2 separate regions of the Mus musculus genome follow, and region 1 is linked to region 2. A link is a contact called in public HiChIP or PLAC-seq data. All regions are on one chromosome and are shown on one strand. The core of a region is the stretch at or near the end of the contact, and the rest is flanking DNA. Distances in the headings are between cores, read along the strand shown.

Region 1 (5,672 bases), core at 445-2,944, 64 kb after region 2:
CCAGTCCTGAGCACCAAACCCCATGAGATCACAGACTTGCTATGTGAATTATACACATTTTTCTTTTCCTTTGATTTAAAAAAAATCTTTTGATAACAGATCTTATGTAGCCCAGGCTGGTCTTGAACTCACTAGGTGATGGCCTTGAATTCCTGATCCTCCTGCCTCTGCCTCCTAAGGGCTTGGATGAGAGATGTGCACCACCATACCATGTGCCTGGTTAATATATATATATACACACACACACACACATATATATATATATATGTATATATCACAATATACATACTCCTGGAGTCAGTTTATAAAGTATCTTAGCCCATGTCCAGTGCCATGGAAACAGTAGGTACAAGAACAAGTGCAAAGCATGACCCTAACCAAATGGCCTTCAGAAAGCAATAGAAGCCCCTGAAGAATCCCCTAAAGACTCTGACTGGATGGACAGCCTTCGCTTGGGAGGCTAACACAGGACTGAAGCAAGTTCAGGCCTACTCTGGGCTATATAGTAAGGTCCTCTGTTAAAGAAAAAAAAAAGCCAGGGGACAGAAACAAGGTAAGGACAGAGGGAGGGAGACCCTGACTTCAGACGCCACCTTCCCCGCAGAAGACAGAACTCTCAGTGGCTTGAGAATCTGAATTTTAAAATGCCCTTATGGGCACAGCCAGGTTTGCCCAGTGATGCTCCTCGTGAAATCAAAAGCTTCCTACTATGATCTTACCATCCCCCACGAAAGCCCATCTTATCTCTAAGAAACAGAAACAGGTACTCTTAGCTCCCATTCGCATCATCTCTCAAGTGACTTTATGGTGTTCTTTGAGTATCCCAGAACAAGCCAATGTCCCCCATGAGAGCCCTAGTGGTATCCAGGTTGTGCAATGTCCTCTGAGCCCCCTGGTCAGTCCTCCCTCACCAGCTTATCTGTGTCACAGGATCTGCTCCCAGGGCTCCTTGTCACTCTCAGGAGGAGGGTCTACAGCAGCCCACATGAGAAGTATGCTACCTTGTACAGTTTGGAAGCCACACTTTTTAATCACACAGCCTCAGAGTCCACCTAACCCCATTGCCTAGGCCAACCCATCATCTGCTAGGCATGCAGCAAAGACAAGAGTCTCACGAAATGACCCAGCCCCTGGAGAGTGTGATGTCCCTGAGACAGTGAAGCTACTCAGTACAACTCTGCTCTGACCTCTGAAGCAGCCAGCATTCCCTGCAACCACGAAGCAGCCCTGAGCATGGTAGCTTTATCCATACGTTCTAGATTCTAGAGACAGGAAGATAGACCTAGAGACCTTTGGCTGCCTCCAAGTACCCAGGATTCATCGAGTCCCCAGATTTGCTGCCACTGTGGGCAGCTATCCCAGGCCATTTCCTAGAATTACAGCCCAGGGGACATCCTGAGTTCAGTGGCTGGTCCACCCGATCCCATCCATCCAACTCTGGGAAGCAGAGGTCCCCACAGATGGTTAGAGCCAGAGCCAACATCACAACTCAGCCACTGACTCCCGGAAGGAAGTCACCCCAGCTGCCAGATCCGGGACACACGAACAGAGGGAGGTGGCTGGAGGGTCCTAGAAGCACCTCCCCCCATACACACACAAGAACCACAGCTCCTCCAGCTGGTCTAACACTATAAAGAGGGTGGGACACTAGAGGGCCACACCTCACTAGAGAAGCAGCTTTAGTTTGTAGTCTGATTACTTCATCCTTCCCAGGGCAGCCTTGGCCCAGCCGAGTCTGGATCTGGGGGAGGGAGCTCAGGTTACCATGGCCACAACTTTGATAGGCTGGGTCCCTTCTCACTGTTGTTTCCTGTTGCTGTCCTAACCCTCCCTTCTCTCTAGCCACTAACAGGTGTAGAAGCATCTCCCCAGGCCTGAACAATTGAACAATTGGCTCTTGTTCAATGTTAATGCCTCTTCTCTTTCTCTCTGTGCGCGCATGTGTGCCTTTGGGAGAGTGAGCATGTACCTGTGTGCCTGTGAGTGTGTAGAGGTGAGAGGTCAATCTCAGAGGCCTTTCCTCAGGCACTATCTCCCTTTTTCTTTTGAGGCAAGGTCCCTCACCGGCCTGGAATTCACCAAGTAAGTTAAGGAGGACGGGAGGTCATTGAGCCCCAGCGATCCTCCTATGCCTGCCTCTCCATCACTGGGATTACAAACACCTACGAACCACCCCTGGTTTTGCACATGGGAATAGAACTGGGGTCTTCGTGCTTATAAGGAAAGCGCTTTGCCAACTAAGCCATCTTCTCAACCCCTTGACCCTTGTTCTTAAAGGACAAAATGATTGAGTGTTTTGACTTAGTCTTGGGGTTAGGACTAAAACAGAACACTGTCCCTAGGAGAGCTACTTCATAGTCTGTGAGCGAGTGGGGCAGGGGCACATGCAGCACCAGGTAAGGTTGTCACCCAGGGAATATGTAGCCAGAAGCATGGTGGGTTATAGCGGGAAGAAATGCCATTGGCATATAGCAGGTAGACTTGAGCTAGACAGAGGAAAGAGAGTACAGGGTGGAAGAAGCTGAGTTCCCAACAGACGACTCCAATTTAGCTGCCTACTGCATGAGCTTGGCTGGTTTAGTTTCCACTGTGGCAAAATACACAGAGGAAAGCTTGGAGCTCTAAAATGTCTTGTTCTAGAGCGAACCCAGGATCATCAAGGAGGCAGCAGGCATAGTCAGAAGGGTGGGGGCAGGAAGAAGCACCCCCCACCCCATGACAGACATGGCAGCAAGGTGCTGAAGGTGCAGGGGGAGAAGGGAAGGGGGAGAGGGAAGGACACTGAGAAAGAAAGGAGGAGGGCTTGCTGCCTGAGCTGACTGCGCACCGAGGCTCTGTGTGTGTGTGTGTGTGTGTGTGTGTGTGTGTGTGTGTGTGTGTGTATGTGTGTGTGTGTGTGTGTGTGATAGAAACATACTCTCAGAATGCCCTAGGACCCTACCCCCCCCCCCACAGTAGCCCAAAAGACCTGAAGAAGTGCAGCTCAGGGCTACAGGGGTAGGACAGGCTTTGGAGAGTCAGCCTTTTGGGGGTCTCCATACCTATTCCAGGAAGGCAGCAGGCAGAGCCAGTCTGGGGATATGTTCCCTGGGAATAGGATAAGATTATGCAGGAGGGGGACTGTCAGCTCCCAGTAGATATATGCATCGGACGGATAAGGGGTAGAGGGACATCTGTTCGTAGCCCTCCTGCCTCTCCTCACCTCACGGCTCTCAGCACAGATGTGCTCCAGAAGCCTCCTCATCCGGGAAGGAGACGGCAGAGAAGGACAGATGAGTTCGGGGTGCAAAGGAGACTGAATCAATGCCTGTAGCCATTCACCAAGGGTCTGTGCCTGACCAGGTGTCTTTCAATGGCCTCCATACTGCCAGCCCAATGTAACAGCTAGGCACTAGCTCAAGATGGCCTTGGCCACATGCTCTTTCTGCTCTCCAAGACAAAGAAGCAGCAGAAAGCAGACAGGGAGGCACGCAGACAGGGCTCAGAGGCACCAATGGCAAGTGAAGAAGACGGATGAGACCATGTGACATCTCAGAACCACCCACCCATACACCAGTGACTAGGCCAGTATTGAGGTGCCTTGAAGGGGCTCCCTGGGAACTGCATGCATCCCCAGGAGGGCTATGAGCTTGACAAAAACCACATAGCACTAACTCTGGGCAGCCCACAGTCACATAAGGACCCAGCTTCATGAGTGGGCCAATCTCAATGCTTCATGCAAAATGACACAGCCTCTTGGCATCCCTGACATACCAGGGGCCCGAGAAGCTGTGTGCCTTCAGAATTAAGCTTTCACTGTAAGGGCTGCAAGTCCACGGGTTTCAGCCCATTAGGCAGGGCTGTGTGGAATGGTCCGTGGAGTTCTCTACACAGTAATCCGGGGACTTGGTATACAACCTGTGTGGAGGGGTCAGTGTAGGCTAGCAGCAGACACAGATGGTTTGTATTCCCTTTTAAACCAGGCAGTTCCCTCCTGTGATGAGTGAACAGACCCACCCCCGACAAGCCCTCCACCCCACAGGGAACCTTCCTGGATGGGAGGCAGCCCCCTGGCCCAGCTCTGGCCCTTCCCGCCCTGGCATCCTACAGGGAGCACCTGTGGGGACTCAATGGTTCTCAACCTTTGTTCCTACAGAGGGGCCCTTGAGGGAGGAAGGGAGAGGAAAGATCTGAGGAAAGCTTTTGCTTTCATATCAAAGTCTGACCTCACTGGCCTGGAGGTGGGGGGTGGCGGGGAACAGAACCAACATCAAAGAATGCTTGCTGCTGGCTTTCCCCCCACCCCTCCAAGCAATCAAAGCTACATAGAGCGAAAGCCTCAGACAAGCGTCAGTGACAGCTGTCAAGACGGGGAAACTGGGCGGTGAGAAGTGAGGGCTTTGGCTGCAGCCGATTTTGCCTCTGCTCACCCGACAAGGAGAATCCAGCTGGAGCCAGCAGGGCTGGAGGGCATCCAGCTCTGCCCTGGGAAGAACTATGTCCCTGTGAGAGAAGCTTTGGGTGCAAATAGGTTCAAGAAAGGAGAGAAGTGGGAACAGGGAGTCTGGAGTGGAAGACAGGGCGTCCTCTTTACACGGAAAGCGAATCGTGTCTGGGAAGTCTAGAAGTCACCATGTTCCTTCACAGACACTAGCCAGTCACTCATGACACCCACACAGGTGCACTGAAGGTGGAAGAGTTCACCCCAACTTCAAGAAAAGCCGTCCTGAAGTTTGGCAATGGAAGTGTATGACTGTAACCCCAGAACTCAGGAAGTAGAAGTAGGTGGATTTCTGCATTCAAGGCCAGTCTGCTCTACAAAGTGAGTTCTAGGATGGTCAGAACAACACAGAAACCCTGTCTACAAGAAAGAAAGAAAGAAAGAAAGAAAGAAAGAAAGAAAGAAAGAAAGAAAGAAAGAAGGAAGGAAGGAAGGAAGGAAGGAAGGAAGGAAGGAAGGAAGGAAGGAAGGAAGGAGGAAAGAAAGAGGAAAATCACCCATTCCTGTTTCTTACCCCCAAACTACAACAGAGTTCTTCCAGTTATCAGACCTCCATCCCCATCTACAGCTAAAATTCATGCCGACCTCTGCCATCCTCCCTCTAGCCATCCACCATACAGTAGAGAGTCCTCCCTCAGCAAGGTGTTATCAGATAGCAATGACATCAGATGGGGAGGTCACAAGCAAGGGTACCAAGGGGTGACTGTGGCTGGCCTTGGTATGTCCCACCATACAGTGGGAGATCCTTGGGGGCATGCCCACCCTCAGGAAGATGTTCAGCCAGGTACTAATCGCCTGGGACACCTGTTTCCCCCCTCCTGTTGGTCCTGCCGCAGTCTAAAGGCTGGTTCCTCTGAGGCTATTTTCTGCCCTGGGGCTAGGACATAACCAGTGACTTACAGGAAGTCTGTAAATATGCACCAGCCGAGAGTGGTCCCAAAGGCCAGGCAGAGCAATAAAGAGGCCAATTTGTTTCCTTCTGAGAAATGTTGAAACTTAATCCCTGAGTGAGCTGAGCCTGCTGCCCTGGCGGCAGCTCCCCACCCACAGCAGAATTAGCTACCCCTCCCCTGCCTGACTCCCAAACTGCCCCTCTGTAGCTGGGAACGGGAAGGAGCAAGAGAAGCAGTAGCTCTGTCCCAGCTTGCCAAGGCTGGCCTTTCCTGCCTGCCAGCCACTGGTCTGCAAGGGT
Region 2 (6,218 bases), core at 3,175-5,674:
TAATGATCTAAACAGTCCCATTTCCCCTTAAGAAATAGAAGCAATCATCAATAGTCTCCCAACCAAAAAAAAATCCCAGGACAAGATGAGTTTAGTGCAGAGTTCTATCAGACCTTCAAAGAATTCCAACTCTCCTCAAACTATTCCACAAAATAGAAACAGAAGGTACTCTACCCAATTAATTCTATGAAGCCACAATTACTCTAATACCTAAACCACACAAAGATCTAACAAAGAAAGAGAACTTCAGACCAATTTCCCTTATGAATATCGATGTAAAAATACTCAATAAAATCCTCACAAACTGAATCCAAGAACACATCAAAAGGATCATCTATCATGATCAAGTAGGCTTCATCCCAGGGATGCAGGGATGGTTTAATATACAGAAATCCATCAACGTAATCCACTATATAAACAAACTCAAAGACAAAAACCACATGATCGTCTCGTTAGATGCTGAGAAAGCATTTGACAAAATCCAACACCCCTTCATGATAAAAAGTCTTGTACAGATCAGGAATTTTTATTATGTTTAAGCCTATGCTTAAACATAATAAAAAGCAACGTACAGCAAACCAGTAGCCAACATCAAACTAAATGGAAAGAAATGCAAAGCAATCCCGCTAAAATCAGGGACTAGACAAGGCTGCCCACTTTCTCCCTACCTATTCAATATAGTACTTGAAGTCCTAGCCTGAGCAAATCAACAACAAAAGGAGATCAAGAGGATACAAATTGGAAAGGAAGAAGTCAAAATATCACCATTTGAAGATGATATGATAGTATATATAAGTGACCCTAAAAATTCCACTAGAGAACTCCTAAACCTGATAAACAGCTTCAGTGCAGTAGCTGGATATAAAATTAACTCAAACAAATCAATGGCCTTTCTTTACACAAAGGATAAACAGGCTGAGAAAGAAATTAGAGAAACAACACCCTTCACAATAGTTACAAATAATATAAAATACTATGGTGTAATTCTAAGGATGTGAAAGATCTGTATGATAAGAACTTCAAGTCTCTGAAGAAAGAAATTGAAAAGGATCTCAGAAGATAGAAAGATCTCTCACGCTCATGGATTGGCAGGATAAATATAGTCAAAATGGCTATCCTGCAGAAAGCAATCTCCAGATTCAATGCAATCCCTATCAAAATTCCAACTCAATTCTTCAATGAGTTAGAAAGGGCAATTTGCAAATTCATCTGAAATAATAAAAAACCTAGGATAGCAAAAACTATTCTCAACAATAAAAGAACCTCTGGTGGAATCACCGAGCCTGACCTCAATCTGTACTACAGAGCAATTGTGATAAAAACTGCATGGTACTAATACAGCAACAGACAGGTAGATCAATGGAATAGAATTGAAGACCCAGAAATGAATCCACACACCTATGGTCACTAGATCTTTGACAAGGGAGCTAAAACCATCCAGTGGAAAAAAAGAACATTTTCAATGAATGGTGCTGGCACAACTGGCGGTTATCATGTAGAAGAATGCAAATTGATCCATTCTTATCTCCTTGTACAAAGCTCAAGTCTAATCGGATCAAAGAACTCCACATAAAACCAGAGACACTGAAATTTATAGAGGAGAAAGTAGGGAAAAGCCTCAAAGATATGGGCACAGGGGGAAAATTCCTAAACAGAACAGCAATGGCTTGTGCTGTAAGATCAAGAATTGACAAATGGGACCTCATGAAATTCCAAAGTTTCTGTAAGGCAAAAGACACAATCAATAAGACAAAAAGGCCAAGGATATGGAGAAAGAGGAACACTCCTCCATTGTTGGTGGGATTGCAAGCTTGTATAACCACTCTGGAAATCAGTCTGGCGGTTCCTCAAAAAATTGGACATAGTACTACCAGAAGATCCCACAATACCTCTCCTGGGCATATATCCAGAAGATGTTCCAACTAGTAATAAGGACACATGCTCCACTATGTTCATGGCAGCCTTATTTATAATAGCCAGAAGCTGGAAAGAACCCAGATGTCCCTCGACAGAGGAATGGATACAGAAAATGTGGTACATTTACACAATGGAGTACTGCTCAGCTATTAAAAACAATGAATTTATGAAATTCTGGGGCAAATGGATGGACCTGGAGGGCATCATCCTAAGTGAAGTAACCCAATCACAAAAGAAGTCACTTGATATGCACTCACTGTTAGAATACCCAAGATACAATTTGCAAAACACATGAAACTCAAGAAGAAGGAAGACCAAAGTGTGGATACTTCATTCTTCCTTAGAATAAGGAACAAAATATCCACGGAAGGAATTACAGAGACAAAGCTAAGAAGAAAGGATGGACCATCCAGAGACTACCCCACCCGGGGACCCATCCCATAATCAGACACCAAACTCAGACACTATTGCATATGCCAGCAAGATTTTGCTGAAAGGACCCTGATATAGCTGTCTCTTGGGAGGCTATGCCAGTGCCTGGCATACACAGAAGTGGATGCTCACAGTCAGCTATTGGATGGAACACAGGACCCCCAATGGAGGAGCTAGAGAATTACCCAAGGAGCTGAAGGGGTCTGCAACCCTATAGGTGGAACAACAATATGAACTAACCAGTACCCCCAGAGCTCGTGTCTCTAGCTGTATATGTAGCAGAAGATGGCCTAGTTGGCCATCATTGGGAAGAGAGGCCCCTAGGTTTTGCAATCTTTATATGCTCCAGTACAGGGAAATGCCAGGGCCAAGAAGTGGGAGTGGGTGGGTAGGGGAGCAGGGTGGGGGGAGGGTATAGGGAACTTTCGGGATAGCATTTGAAATGTAAATAAAGAAAATATCTAATAAAAATCTTTTTTAAAAAAAGAAAGAAAACAAATCCTACCCAGATATGACACCTAGCCACCTCACCCTCTCTAGCATAATAACCCTGAGCGCAGTTGTGGCACCAATAAGTTGAAAGAAAAGACTTAATAGAGGTGAGGAGAAAACCCAGGGATGTTCAGAAGCCACACTTAAGGAGAAATGACAACAGCCGGGACATTGCATGCCCAGTGTGACAAGGGCACTGTTGTTCTTCTCTGACTCCTGCATTGATGGTGGAGGGCACAGGCCATGCCCTGTTCATCTCACATCCTGGGATGCTGGCACAGGGTTGCATCATGCCAGGAACCTGCATGTGACCTTTGCTGCTCTCATTAGTTGTCTTGGACCCTAAGACTCTCTAGAGGAAATCACGCTTATTGTAGTGAGTCACAAGGCAGTGTCTCTGGGAGCCCTACCCTCTGCTCCTAGATGCTGTGCACAAATGAGCCTGACAGAAGTAGATCTCATCTTCTGGCTTCTTCTGAGTTGAAGTACCAAGATATTGCCACAAGGGGGCACTGTCCCCCTTCCCACGCCACTGCAGCTCTGAAAACTGGTTCCTTTCAGTCTAGGTGAAAGAGTCACTCTGCGTTTCTAAAGGAGGGTAACCTGCTGTGACTAGATAGTAAGCCACCACTGGGTGGTTGGTGGATATCAGCTTGAGCTTGCACAAGCTGCCTCCTTAGCTTCTCCTTCCCTGAGCATCCTGTCGACTCGTGCACTTTTTGAACCCAGAGCATCGACAGACCCTCCGGAGCCTGGTGATGCAGGATGCTGGCTTCTCAGTACCGTCTTGGGTTTTTTTTCCAGCTGCTGCTACCGAGGTCAAGTTTTCTTATGCAGCTCAATCCCAGGCCTGGATTCTCCAAGTGCATCCTGGAGATGGTAACCAGCCCTCCCAACCTCCTCATGGCCCTTCTAGAATTACTTGCCCTGATCTGTGGACCAGCCAAAGCTTCAATCATAGAGGGCCAACTGTAGGCTGGCTGCAGGAGGATGGACAGACAGACCTTGCCTATCCAGGAAGTGAGTTTATATTATAGGCAATGCTGGGCTAGGAAGTACCAGAGATGCCAACCCAGAGACTCATGGTAAAGAGGCCATAAGTAGCCCCCAGTCATTGACTGCCTATCCAGGGCTCCTCACTGGCTCCTGCCACCTCAGTGGACTCCAGCATGAAGGCTGAAGTTGGAATTGGGAATTGAGTGGGGGGGGGGGGTGCGGGGGCGGTGTGAAGCTGGCTCAGCAACTGCCCACTTTTACTTCCTCTTGGAAGAGCCGCAACTTCCTATTTGGCCACTGGAGGGCGCCTTGGGATCATGAAAACGCTATAAAATGTTAACCAACGTGGACTTGAGGGCCTAGACGAGAAAAGGACTTCAGACTGAGCCCTGTCTGATCATTCCAGATGTTCTCCGCATTCTGAAAGCCATCCTTTCTCATTCCAGAAGATCCTTGGAAAGAGACGGTCCTGCGGTTTCCACTCCCCCCCCTCAGCAACTGTAGCTAGCTTGGTCTACTGATGCTTCTTCCAGTGGGCACTAAGGAAGGTTGCCTGGGAGACCCGCATGAACGAGAAACATGGATCCAGACCCAGAGACTAGCGTGGGAGAAGCAGACAGGAAATGAAAAATGGAGGTGCTGGCATGCGGAGACTGGGCTGGGGCCGGGAGGGACGGAAGTGGGAGTTTGCCAGCCATTCTTACAGGTTGCAAGCCTCCATGGAGATTAAAAAAAGAATGAATGAATTGATTAATTAATCAATTCATTCATTCATTAATTTTTAAAAACAGCACCCCATCTCTAGTATCTTCTTACCTGGCCCAGCTACCACCTCCCAGATCCAGTCTAGGATTCTGGGTTAGGAGAGGCAAGGAGGAACTGGAGAAGAGGAAGGGCGGTCAGGTGGCAGTGTCACCACCAAGCACACACAGAACTCTGAGGCCACCTGGAATTACATCGCCCTCACAGTTACAAGGCCCTACCTGCTCTTCATTCCCTTATCTCCGTGGCAACAGAGCTCTGCTGTTCCTAGCCTCAGCAGCCTGGCACTAGGAAACACAGCCTGTCTGTCCCTCCTGGCACCTGCTGATGTCACCGCAATAAGAAAGATCTATTCCAGTGACAGCGACTGTGTCTCAAAGGCATCCCCACCCCTGCCCTCCTTCCCACAGATGCTCAGGGAAACCATTGTGAAAGGAGGCCACCCTCCAAATAGTGTCTGGTTATGCCTCAGTTTCCACTCCAGCCTGGACCCTCATTCCTAACTGCAGTGCCCCACACCCCAAAGTCTCTCTCTCCACCTGCAACCTTAGCACTGCTGCTGCCCCTCCTCTAGGGTGCTCCGTACGCATACATCCACATTCCTGGGTTCTCCTTCCCACACTCTGCCTTTTTAAAATGTTTTGCTTGTCATGCTCAAGACCCTCTACTAGTAACACATACACATACAGACACACACACATACATACACATAAACACACATACATACCACACAGACACACAGACACACACACACACACACACACACACACACACACACACACACACTGGTCTATGGTTTGTAAACACTTCTAACCTTTATGGTCTGAGATTGCTCACCCACAGAAACCTCCTACCAAGACTAGCCAACAGCTAACATGTGCTCCCCCCGCCCCGCTCCAGTATACATAATAAACATGCTGAAGTTCCCAGTTGTTACAGTAGCTGCTCTGGTCATCTCTCATAGCCTGTGCAGCCCATCTGTGCCCAGCTTTTCTGTACACATGTCTGTGTTTCCATCTTCTCCTTCCCACAGTGCCTCCATGAGGTTTCCAGACTTAAGCCATTCCCTGTGCACCAGGAGAGGGTGCCCCACCTGGCAGGCACTGCCCTAGGGCTTAAGGTAAACCACTCTGTGCCCTCAGGGACTTAAGAGTCTAGCGAGGAGAGAGAAAAGGAGGTCAAATAAAGAAATACCGAGCGTAGGTAATAGTTACAGTTTTTCACTTTGTAAATTACTATGATGAGGTGTAAGGTAGGTGTGTGTGTACGATGCATAGCATGTGTGCCCCAGTGTGTTCCCCCATGAGCACATGAGGAAGCCAGAGATGTGTATAAGGTTTCTCCCTTTATGGCTCTCCCCTTAGTCCTTCAATACACAGTGTCTCACTGGAAAAAAACAAAACACTACTTTGGCTAGGCTGTCTGGTTAGTAAGCTCTCAGGACCCTCTCAATGCTGGAGTTACATGCCCACACAGCCATGCCCAGCTTTTTATGCGGGGCCTAGGGATTTGAACTCGGGTCCTCAAGCTTGCCTAGCGAGTGCTCTTTCCCACTGAGCCATCTCCCTAGGCCCCAGTTATGGTTTTACAAGTAAAATCACTCCATTGCAACAGCCACC

The links. HiChIP or PLAC-seq counts read pairs in DNA pulled down with a chosen protein or histone mark.
Region 1: an H3K27ac HiChIP or PLAC-seq map of heart atrium shows a contact between it and region 2, with 7 read pairs. The contact joins two enhancer-like sites. A contact is called at or near these places in 2 of 39 promoter capture datasets (both in liver), 5 of 15 datasets of contacts at CTCF or cohesin (CD8 T cells, the NIH/3T3 cell line, embryonic stem cells and 1 more), 38 of 484 Hi-C or Micro-C datasets (the AML12 cell line, B cells, the BV-2 cell line and 22 more), 9 of 115 datasets of contacts at active chromatin or transcription factors (the HPC-7 cell line, VIP interneurons, craniofacial prominence and 6 more) and 1 of 9 other capture datasets (adipose tissue).

What each region holds. Positions count from the first base shown.
Region 1 is chr1:73,965,012-73,970,683 of GRCm38.p6, forward strand. All of the region lies in intron 18 of Tns1 (tensin 1), which reads right to left. Among named protein-coding and RNA genes, the nearest start is that of Gm39664, 63 kb to the right of the region's middle. Within about 2 kb of position 1,695, at least 22 of the 459 cell types and tissues checked have an H3K27ac peak or open chromatin away from gene starts, as enhancers often do. A contact at or near this core is called in CD8 T cells and heart atrium, where this site is marked.
Region 2 is chr1:73,898,382-73,904,599 of GRCm38.p6, forward strand. No RefSeq gene overlaps it. Among named protein-coding and RNA genes, the nearest start is that of 6030407O03Rik, 37 kb to the left of the region's middle. Within about 2 kb of position 4,425, at least 44 of the 459 cell types and tissues checked have an H3K27ac peak or open chromatin away from gene starts, as enhancers often do. A contact at or near this core is called in CD8 T cells and heart atrium, where this site is marked.